Linked DNA regions of Rattus norvegicus: region 1 is linked to region 2. Evidence: chromatin contacts called from public Hi-C data. All regions are on one chromosome and are shown on one strand. Each heading gives the region's core, a stretch centred on a gene start, on an enhancer-like site or on the middle of the called end of the contact. The rest is flanking DNA. Distances are from core to core; before and after follow the strand shown. Region 1 overlaps C11h21orf91 (similar to human chromosome 21 open reading frame 91). Region 2 has its middle 100 kb from the start of C11h21orf91.

What was found. Hi-C and Micro-C count contacts between places; a contact is called where the count stands out from the background.
Region 1: a Hi-C map of liver shows a contact between it and region 2, with 2.1 times the contacts expected there. The contact joins two enhancer-like sites. A contact is called at or near these places in 2 of 12 Hi-C or Micro-C datasets (kidney and liver).

Annotation. Positions count from the first base shown.
Region 1 is chr11:30,717,777-30,723,759 of GRCr8, forward strand. C11h21orf91 (similar to human chromosome 21 open reading frame 91) reads right to left here. Exons shown (of 5, transcript NM_001108312.3): 3 at 5,433-5,948; 4 at 4,390-4,452; 5 at 1-3,126. The coding sequence ends at 2,960. Among named protein-coding and RNA genes, the nearest start is that of C11h21orf91, 28 kb to the right of the region's middle. Within about 2 kb of position 4,460, at least 2 of the 93 cell types and tissues checked have an H3K27ac peak or open chromatin away from gene starts, as enhancers often do. A contact at or near this core is called in liver, where this site is marked.
Region 2 is chr11:30,643,287-30,648,859 of GRCr8, forward strand. No RefSeq gene overlaps it. Among named protein-coding and RNA genes, the nearest start is that of C11h21orf91, 100 kb to the right of the region's middle. Within about 2 kb of position 2,040, at least 6 of the 93 cell types and tissues checked have an H3K27ac peak or open chromatin away from gene starts, as enhancers often do. A contact at or near this core is called in liver, where this site is marked.

The DNA.
Region 1 (5,983 bases), core at 3,210-5,709, 77 kb after region 2:
TTCCGGAGAAATGCTACAAGGATGGACAATACGAAAACTGAAGCCAGCCATGGCAGTATACATCAACAACCCCCCACCCCCACCCCATTCAGACCTGGGCAACATGATAAAACCAATACCAGGAGCAAAACCTTTGTATATTTACTATGGTGACAGGAATTAATAGCCCAGGGCCTGATAGACGCTAGGCACATAAGAACACTACTCTTTAAAGAAAATAAATCGTGTTAAAATCACATTTGACTTCTGATTTTAAAAAAATACGCAACTTGTTTAACTATGACATCTAGTGTGACAAAATTTCACTTCGCTCCTCATAGAAGCCCTCAGATGTACGAGCTCACTAGCAGTACATCTTAAATTGTTTTTAAGAAATGAAATCATGTGTGAAGTTTCTTCTGAACTTGCCCAAAACACACAGAACTAAACATAGAAACCAGTACTTGTATAAGTTCATATTCCCTAAATTGGACCTCAACTCCAAGCCCATCCTTATTTTTGCATATCTGACAATTGCATATTCAATCAAGAGAGCATAGCAAGCTAGGAGTAGGAGATTACACCTGAATCACAGTACTAGATCTCCTCCTGAGGCAGGAGAATTGCTACAAATTCCAGGCTAGTCTGGTCTACAAAGAGAATGCTAGGCTAGCCAAAGCTATGTAGCAAGACCCTGTGTCAAAACAAGCAAGCAAGCAAACCACCACCAACAAAAAAAATCCAAACAACGGGTAGTTAAATTATACAAAGTAGTATACTCCAGCAAAATCCATGTGAATGAGTACTAGTGTTACCACCGCACCAGAGATCGACTTAGCACCATTCCTTTGGTGTTCCCAGTGAAATATCTAAAAGAAATGAGTCGGAGGTCCCAGTTAAGACCTTAGAGTACGCGGGAGAAACCCCAGTTATTCCAAACTCATTAGTAAACTAAATGTTTGCCAGAGAACTCCTTAAGAGATAAGCACACGTTTTTCTTTGGGTATCACTGGTTTTTAGGACTGCACCGTATGTCTCCTATGATAGAAATACACTGAGCACTGCATGTACCCAAAACTGAATGTCACACACTCCTATGGCTGCCCAAGAACGACCTTTCCATCATCCAGACAGCTGCTCCTCTTAATGAGTTATGCCAGGCAAGAGTACAGCGCAGTTAAACTTGAAAACAGGACAGTAACAACTGAGCACTGAAACGCTTACCGGCACAACCAGGACACGCCCCCTCAGGACACGCCCCCAGCTGCTACACGTGGAACCTTCCATATTGCACACGTTCAATTTAAAGCTTCTCAAAACTAAGGCAACGCACTCACCTCCGCCCTCCGGATTTCAAATTCATCTTGGATGGCTCCAAGAACTGAGAGAAGCTAAAAAGCATTTTTCTTTTTTCAAAAGCTCCTTCCAAAAAGCTTCAAAAGCTTCTTCGGACAAAGCAAAAACAACGGGATATTGACTAGCCAAGCTGGCTTAATACATCTTAGCATTAGGAAAGGTGCTTTTTCTACAGTGACGCAGTCATCTGTTTAGTCAAATATCATGTATGCTCCATATTAAAGTCTGACCCTTGCCCAGATACAGGCTGCCAACTTCAAGGCAGAAACCATCTTTACGTATGAGGCTTTCTTTCCTTAGATTTCTGCAAGCCAAAAAATATCTACCGCACAAATACATTCTAAGCACCAGCTAAAGAGTCCATTTTAACTTTGGACTAGTTATAGCTTTTATTTTATCATTAAAACTTATCTAACATTTTGAAATAACTTATTAGTTAAGAATCTGAAATCAAAGTAGCTTATATTATGCTTTTTACTGAATTGATTTTTTTTTTTTGGTTCTGTAATCTTCTCTCCCTTTAGATTTTAAAACTTAGAAAGTACCTTTAAAATGCTTTTTCTTCTTTCTTTCTTTCTTTAGTCTTTTATTTTTATTTCTTGGATCAACTTCAGTGATGTGGATGGCAGAATTTGGACAGTTAACAGATTATTGGAACTCCATGTGAAGTGACACGCCTAATAATTTTATCTCCCCCTCCCCCAAAAGGGGGACAGGTACAGTTTGAAGATCGTATTTACAGTGGACTGGGAGCAGAGAGTTGACCTACTTTGTCCAAAACTAACACATCACAGGAAGTCACGAGAGTTAAGAGGCGGGGCTTTTACTGTTACGGAGACTGACACATAAAAAATAGGCTAGTATTTTCCTCCTAAGCTAATTGAGCATTGCTTTCCTTAGAAAACAATAATGTGCTTTACTCATTTGGACATATGCTTTAAAGAGCAGTAAATTCCCCTTTCCTATGCTGTTAGTAGTGCAAACACCTCAGCTATGTAGATTGCTTCTCCAAATACTAGCCAGAACACATTTATCTTTGGAAAGAAAGACAACAGTTATAAAAACACTGTATCGCCAAGATGCAGCGATCTTCACAGAGGTGAACATATTCACACAACGAAGTGCAAATACACACGGCCATTCAAATACAAAATTATAAAGACGATGAAAAATACCCAAAATAGCAATTTTATATATAAAATTTTATATTAAAATATTGCTCATAAATAAGGTGATATTATGAATTCTATTTCCCTCTTTAAAATTATCTCTAGTAGTTTAGGCTAACGCAAGACCTTATTAATTAGGCTTCTGTTGTCTTGACAGCTGAGTTACAATAAAAAATTGGTCAATAGAAACACTGTAACAGTGGATTTAAGTAGTCAAACACTGTAAAAGTTAGGGACGGGCATTTAGTAATTATAAGAAAAAGCCCCCCGAATGTAGCCAAATGATTAACCCTGGACTAGAGTGATCTGCTTTATTAGATAAAGATAATGAATATTATCTTATGTTTTGCAAGTACAACAACCATGAAAATGGACCATGACGTTCTTCAAATGCTTTCTCGGTCCAGATGCTTAGCAGAGCGACAGAGATGAAGAGCGCGGGAGCTGTGCTCAGCTCAGTTGTTAGTGGATAGGTGTGGCCTTGTTCCGGTCCGTCCCACTTGGAGGCAGGGCAACTTGGAACAGTTCTTGAGGAGCTGCTCGATAGCCACGTGACGGACGTGGAGCTCGGATGCCAGGGAGTCCTTTTCTTGCACCTGGTGTGTCAACTCTTCAAAAACTTCTGTGAGGATTTAAAAGGCAGTTTCACTTTTAGTACGCGGAAGGCTAATGGCTATGACTCCATCTTAAGTAAACACAGGTATGAGTTAAGTTTTAGCAAGAAACGGATTTGATACTGAAGAAAACGGCTGTTTCCTTCTGAGCCTATCAGTGTTGAGCACTCTATCACACTTCCCACAGGAAACTGTGATACCCAGTGGTGTCCACCGGGTGCAAGTTTAGAAAGACTATAAGTACATACAGCAGAAAGAGTGGCCACCACTTGAGTCACGTCTCCATTACAACCTATAAATAGGTTCAATCAATACATAATGACCTGTGGCATAAACGTTCATTAATATCCAGGTCTAGAAACTCCTCAGAGACTTGGAACAGACTTTCAAAACCCTGGCCCCTACTGGTGGTTATGTGACGGCCTCAGACAATCCAGACCTCGGGCTTGAATTTTCTTTTACGGGTAAGATCAGTAATAAATGTGACCATCTCACAGAAGCACGGTCAGAGTTGAGTGCGGCCCCATTTGTGACGAACAGAAGGCCGCAGTGGGTGTGGACTGGGAATATCAGTGCCATGTTTAACGGTTTTCAGAAGCTGTGTGCTTAAAGCTTTGCACTTCAGTCTGCTACTGACTGATTGCATACTCTGCAAGCGACTTAAAGGCCTCCAAAGAATAACTATTTGTTTTACCTAAATGGACGGAAGCTGGAAGAAATGACAAAGGCAGACTTTGTTTTTTTTGTTTTTTTTTTTTTTTTTAGAAAACCCTCATGTATTTATGGACAAAACAATGTTTTGTTGGGGAATCTCAAAAATAATCCATGCAGTGTGCTGAGGTGGGCCCACAGGGATAGAAATGGGATATTTAGTAACAGTTGCAGCTGATGACCACAGGAAGTGGTCGGCACACTTGTCTCACTATTTTTTATGGGTTTCAAATGTTCGTAGTTTATGTGGATAACCAGGGGTAGTACCATGGCCCTAAGGAACTATCAGGATGTAAACCCCAGACTGCCCAGTGCTATGACTGGCCCTCGATGAAGACAACAGTGGCAAAAGGCAGAGGTTAGCTCTCCATTCTACTTAGATTACTTTTCCTGAAGGCCCCAAAGAGATCTACCCATTGCTGTTTTGGCTCCCAAACCTCAACAGGTCTCAATGTCTAATTCCCAGATTTAAACGCTGTAGACTCTAACAGTGTCCAGTCACAGGGGATGGGTGGTATCAACATTTTTACACATGACAAGCATTGAGACTGAGTCTTTACCCTGGATTTGCTGTCGGAGCTTTGTACTCAGTTGAACTACTTCAGCAAGCGTCATCGAATTCACTGAAATAGGAAAACACAGTAACTGTTACCACACACAGCCTTGGACAGCAAGCTGCTGCCAGGTTCTTAGGTAGAGGACGGGCAGATAATTCACCAATTCAACATTCAACAGAACCCCATTTCCTTCATTGGTTCTTAAAAGTGTAGCAAATCTTAACTACAAAACCCTCAGGCGAGACACATTTATACTAGCACTGTAACACCTCCATCCTCCACAGGAAACAGGGAGTTTGAACAAAAAAGGTAGAAGTACTAGTGACTTCTAGTAAGCATTAATTACGTCATGCAGTAGGGCTTTAAAATATCTGTCTAGCAAAACAACTTTACATGAAGGATCGAGGACCTGTCTAAAGACATCGTCAAGGCCCCTTCTGGATCTAAAATAATTTCATCTAAGCCAATCAGAATCACCTTGGTGAGACTTTGTAGGAAAGGGGCAGGCAAAAGTCATTTTAAAATTTAAAATAAATGCCCATGTTACACCTTTTAGCGTTCAGTAAATTGTCAGATGTCTGTTTTAAAATCGACTCCTGTGGCTGATTAGTCATATAAGGGGTTAGTAACATGACAGTGTGTACTGGGCAATAGTTCCAGTTACATAAGCAGAAAGAACCCTGAACTTTCAATTCATTTTGATGATTTCTGCTCTATTTGGTCACTAATAAGGGCAAAATAAATGACAGTGGCAATGAAATTTGGTGTGTAATAAATAGTATATATTCAAGAACCCTCCAAAGAAGTTTTTAAGATGTCTCACTATTGTTGAGGTCAATCTGTCACTTAAATATTATGTCCACCAAATCTGTCATCCTACATTGTAATTCTGAACACACACACACACACACACACACACACACACACACACACACACAAACGTGTGCATAGAAGAAAAAAAACCAGACCAACTACCACCCAACCTTCCCTCAATAAAGGTCAAACTATATACTTATTCTTCACCTTCATTCTCACACACTACTTACGCTCTTCTCGGCTGTAGCGAGGACTCTGGGTCTGCACACTCCGCTCCGGAACAGAGCTCGTCTCTTCTGTTTTCTGTGCCTGGTTGTGACTGTGAGTCCACAATGCATCCGCGTCTTCCAGGATACCAAGCCCGAAGTCCGTGTCCTCCCTGTGGTCCAGGATTCTCTGCGTATAGCTTGAGATGCCGACTGCGCTTCCTGCTAACCCCTTGGCTGAGTACTTGGGCACCTGAGAGTCAAACTGTGGGAGTAATTTCTTCTCTGGCTTATGCCTGAAATTAAACAGGTGATGCTGGGAAGTTTTGGAACACTCCGAGTCCAAATCCAGATTCTTATTTTGGGCATACTGCACAATCCAGTTTATCTTCTTACTCAGGATGGTTTTAACTCCTTCGTAAGTACTTTTGGAGAGCTTGGATCGAGAACAATCCTGGTTGGCAATTAAATGGTATTTTTCAAAGCAGTCTTTGTGGCCTCTCAATGATTTGGTGTGTAAAAGATTAGACTTTGGTACTCCTAAAATGACAAGAGGACAATGAAAACTCAAAAAG
Region 2 (5,573 bases), core at 790-3,289:
AGAAGGGGAGGGGGAGGAATTAGGGGGATGTTTGCCCGGAAACCGGGAAAGGGAATAACACTCGAAATGTAAATAAGAAATACTCAAGTTAATAAAAAAAAAAAAAGAAGGGAGCTAGCTATCTTTTATAGTGAGATAGTATGTTCCTAGAAGCCATTGCTTATCAAATAGGAAACCCAGTGTGTGTGTGCATGTGCATGTGCGTGCGTGCGTGCGTGCGTGCGTGCGTGTGTGTGTGTGTGTGTGTGTGTGTGTGTGTGTATGTGTGTGTGTGTGAAACCTCTTTATGAGTTGCTGGTCAGAAAGGACCTTGAGATTTCCCGCCCCCAAATACAGGACATTTCCACTCATTGCCCACAAGGACTAAACAATACAACCTCTTCCTGAAGACACCGTGCAGCTTGCTTGTAAGACCAACAGAGAAAGCAAACTGGAAGTGAGCTGGGGACTTTCTTCCTAATGAACAGCTTTCCTGGTGCTAGAATGTGCTATGTGGGCTGCTGGGATAGATAAGGCATCAATGGTGTTACTCAGCTGTGAACTGTGTGAACTAGAACGCCAAAGTTCCATGCAAGATGTACCTGCTGTATTAGCCCAAATGCTTGAATTACCCTAGATCCCTAGAACAAACGAAACTCAAGACGGATGATCAAAATGTGAATGCTTCACTCCTTCTTTAAATGAGGAAAAAGAATACCCTTGGCTGGGAAGGGAGAGGCAAAGATTAAAACAGAGACTGAAGGAACACCCATTCAGAGCCTGCCCCACAGGTGGCCCATACATATACAGCCACCCAATTGGACAAGATGGATGAAGCAAAGAAGTGCAGACCGACAGGAGCCGGATGTAGATCGCTCCTGAGAGACACAGCCAGAATACAGCAAATACAGAGGCGAATGCCAGCAGCAAACCACTGAACTGAGAATAGGTCCCCCGTTGAAGGAATCAGAGAAAGAACTGGAAGAGCTTGAAGGGGCTCGAGACCCCAAAAGTACAACAATGTCAAGCAACCAGAGCTTCCAGGGACTAAGCCACTACCTAAAGACTATACATGGACTGACCCTGGACTCTGCCCCCATAGGTAGCAATGAATATCCTAGTAAGAGCACCAGTGTAAGGGGAAGCCCTGGGTCCTGCTAAGACTGAACCCCCAGTGAACTAGACTATGGGGGGAGGGCGGTAATGGGGGGAGGGTTGGGAGGGGGACACCCATAAGGAAGGGGAGGGGGGAGGGGGATGTTTGCCTGGAAACCGGGAAAGGGAATAACACTTGAAATGTATATAAGAAATATTCAAGTTAATAAAAAAAAAAGATGTACCTGCTGGTCCAATAATAATACAACCTGTTACCTCAGGTTGGGATGTGAGGCCTGCATCTTAGGAGAGAATGCACGTCTAGTACTGTAAGCACAGTCAAAACTTCACAGATGGCCTGGAGACGTGACTCAGTGTTTAAGTGCGTTTGTTGATCCTGCAGATGATTCAGTTCTCAGCACTTACATGGCCCTTAGAGCCATCTATCACTCTAGCCCGAGGGGACCCAATGCCTTCTTCTGGCTTCCATGGGCACAAGGTATGCTTGAGGCACACTCATAGGTGCAGGCAAAACACTAACTCACATATAGCATTAAATTGAATAAAACCTAAGAAAAAAGAAAAGAAAAAAGGAAACAATTATTGGGAAGGTCAGAGGTCTCGAGGGAAGAAGTCACTACTGCTATTTAGCTAAATTTACATGATCCCTAGCTGCAGTTCAAATACTGTTTATACCCATAGAGAAATGCTACTCCTACCCTTCATCAAATACGCTTCTCTTTTTAGTGAACAGTGAAGAATGCACGGCTCGAGAGAGTTAGAATAAATGATTGGTGAATGCTTATCCTTAAACAGGACATTTATGTAACCCCGGGTAAGGTCAGGGAACATTGTGAAAGAGAGAAAAGAAGAGGAAAAAAAAACAAAACTACAAGCTGGGACACAGAGAGAGGTTGTGAAATGCTGTCCTCGGGGCAGGACACAGGAGTGCAAACATGATCTCATAGCTTCTGATTGCTTGTCTGTTCTGGGCCTGCCAACAGCCAATCATGGTTGGATGAAGGGCTCAGAGAGCCCCAACTCTTCCTGCTGAACTGCTGGTAGCTAATGGATTCTGGAAGATGTTTATCCTCCGCTTACACCAAACCAGTGAACTCTAATGGATGTCCCAAACCGGTGCCCACACAGATGGTACTGGTTAAAATCAGTGGATCATAACCAGAAAAGGAAGGCATTAAAGTAGCATGTGGTTTTTTGGGGAGGATTGGGGATAGAGTGGAAAGAGGGTAAAACTTGGTAGGGATGAAAGTAAACAGAAGGCACTATATACATGTAAGCAATTGTCACGTTAATTAAGAACACGTTTACTTAATTAAAAAAGAGTAAGTTAAAAATAAATTGTTCTTAATTTTCTTCTTTTGTATCTTTCTTCTTCAACTGGCAACAATCATAGGTGTGGGAACTGGGATCCAGGAGGGGCTGAAGGAGGCAGAGTCATGATTCCAGGGAAGAGACTCCGGAGTCCAGCACAGAAACGCAGATTTACTGTATAGAGTACCCCAAGCGTGTTTTATACAGTCTTTGAACCAATGGGGAATCGCCTTGAGTTCTGAAGTAGCCAACAATCCCACTGGCACTGTGAGGAGGTACCAGGCTGCCAGCACCCACGGACACTTCCGTAAAGACAGGAAGCAGCCACCACTCTGTTCTGGGCCCATTGTGAGGGTCCCTTTTTGCTAGGATCCTCTATCTTGTGTCACTCCATGAGCCAGGAGATATGGGCTCTAGTACTATCAGAGCAGTAAGGAAGCCTCCATCACCATCTATCTACCAGGCCCCACCCAGAAAACCATCTATTTCTTGTAGATTTTCCAGTTTTGTGGATTACATAAAAAAAAAGAACCCACAAAACTATAACCTAATGATTCTTTGAATTTCTTCAGTGTCTCTTCTTCTCTTTCCCTTACATTCTGATTTTGTTAATTTGAATTTTTTTCATCTTTATTAACTTGAGTATTTCTTATTTACATTTCGAGTGTTATTCCCTTTCCCGGTTTCCGGGCCAACATCCCCCTCCCCCTCCCCTTCTTTATGGGTGTTCCCCTCCCCATCCTCCCCCCATTACCGCCCTCCCCCCAACAATCACGTTGTTCACTGGAGGTCCAGCCTTGGCAGGACCCAGGGCTTCCCCTTCCACTGGTGCTCTTACTAATTTGAAATTTTTATCTGTGTCTTATTTTAGTTAGATTGGATAAGGATTTTTCTAGTTGACTTTTTTGATGAATCAACATTTTTGTTTCATTGATTCTTTGTATTGTTCTCTTCAGTTTTATTTTGTTGATTTCAGCCCCTACTTTGATTATTCCCCGCAGTCTACCCCTCCTGGGTATGCCTCCCTCTTCTCGTTCTAGAGCCCTCGGGTGTGCTCTTGGGTTGCTAGCGTGAGATCCCCTCCCCCCCCGTAGGCCTTTAGTGCCATGAACTTCCCTCTTAGTGCCACTTTCATCGTGTCGCATACGTTCGCTAACGTTGTGTATTTATTTTCACTGAAGTCTAGAATTCCAATTTCTTGTTTCTGTCTTAACCCATACGTATTCAGTTGTTTTTCAGTTTCCATGGATTTGTAAGCTTTCCATTGTTTCTATTGCCGTTGATACCCAGCTTTAATCCATGGTGATCTGATAGGATACAGGGCCTTGTTTCAGTTTTCTTGTATCTCCTGAGATTTGCTTTGTGACCAAGTATGTGGTCAATTTTGAGGACAGTTCCCTGAGGCGCTGAGAAGAAGGTATATTCTTTTGTGTTTGGGTGGAATGTTCTGTAGATATCTGTTGGGTTCATTTGGTTAATAATATCTGTGAGTTCCAGTGTTTCTGTTTAGTTTTCATATGGATGACCTACCTGTTCATTGGTGAAAATACGGTATTGAAATTTCCCACTAGCAATAATGTGTCAATGTGTGACTTAAGCCTTAATAATGTTTCTTTTACAAATGTGGGTACCCTGGTGTTTGGGGCATGGATGTTAGGAACTGAAACATTATCTTGGATTTTTCCTTTCATGAGTATAAAGTGTCCTTTCCCATCTCTTTTGATTAATTTTGGTTTGAAGTCTATTGTTTTAGATACTAGAATGGCTATACCAGCTTTTTACTTAGGTCCACTTGCTAGGGAAATCTTTTTTTAGTCCTTTACTCGGAGGTAATGTCTATCATTAATGTTGAGGTATATTCCGTGTAAGAAGCAGAAGAATGGATCTTGTTTTCCTATTCATTCCGTTAGCCTTGTCTTTTTATTGGGAAACTGGATCCAATGATATTGAGAGATACAAATGACCAATGATTGTTAGTTCCTGTTTTTTTTTTTGTTGTTATTGTTGAGTGTGTGAGTGAGTGTGTGTGTGTGTGTGTATGTGTGTGTGTGTGTGTGTGTGTAGGATGATGTCATTATACAGGTGAAGGCAGGTATAGGATAGAATGAGGCCTGTCATTGGATGAGAAGGAAGGATGGGCGGGAGAAAAGTTTTCGAGAGGAGGAGGAGCCTGGAGGAGAGGAGACTTGCCAAGAGTACACGGAGGAGGATGTTAAGATTCCTCTCTGCACATTTACAGGTTGTTATGGATATTCTTATGTGATGGATGTGTACAGGGTTTTGTATGTCTAGGTGGGCAATTATATATTATCAATTGGATCAAAGGTTATGGTGTTGTGTTTTCTTTCATGTGGTGATTTAATTGAGTTCAAAAGACTGTGTGGTGGCTGGACACACTGGGGCACCATGGAATTGGGGTGTGTATGTCTGGCATGGTGGCAACCTGTCTTGGGAACTAGATGGGTAGAGATTGTTGCCAGGCTCAGCGAGTAGCCATCGGCAGTGTGATGTGGGGTGGAGCAAAGCGGGTGAGATGCTTTGCTGACTGAGATGAAAATATTAAACAGATGTCTTGGAGCACTGTGATGCTGGAGCTAGTGAGGGATAAAAGAAAGCATATTTTAATTTTATTGCAATGTGTGTGTGTGTGTGTGTGTGTGTGTGTGTGTGTGTGTGGTCTAGACTGGCATCTGTGGTCTCTTAGTCTGCTGGACTTCTGTCCAGGCCTTTCTGGTTTTTAGATTCTCCATTCAGAAGTTGGGTGTAATTCTAGTAGGTCTGTCTCTACACGTTATTTGTTTTTTCTCCTTGTAGCTTATAATATTTTCTGTGTTCTGTATGTTTAATGTTTGATTATTATGTGGCAATCATGCTTTTTTTTCTGCTCCAGTCTATTTGGTGTTCTGTACGCTTCTTATTCCTTATAGGCATCTCCTTTTTTAGGTTAGGAAAATTTTCTTCTATGATTTTTGTTAAAAAATATTTTCTGGATCCTTGAACTGAGATTCCTCTTCTATTTCTGTTAATCGTAGGTTTGCTCTTTTTATGAGACCCAAATTTTCTGGATGTTGTGTATCAGGAACATTTTAGAATTAACATTTTCTTTGATTGATACATCCATTTCTTCTATTGTATTTTCAGTAAAATCTCTTCCATCTCTTGTATTC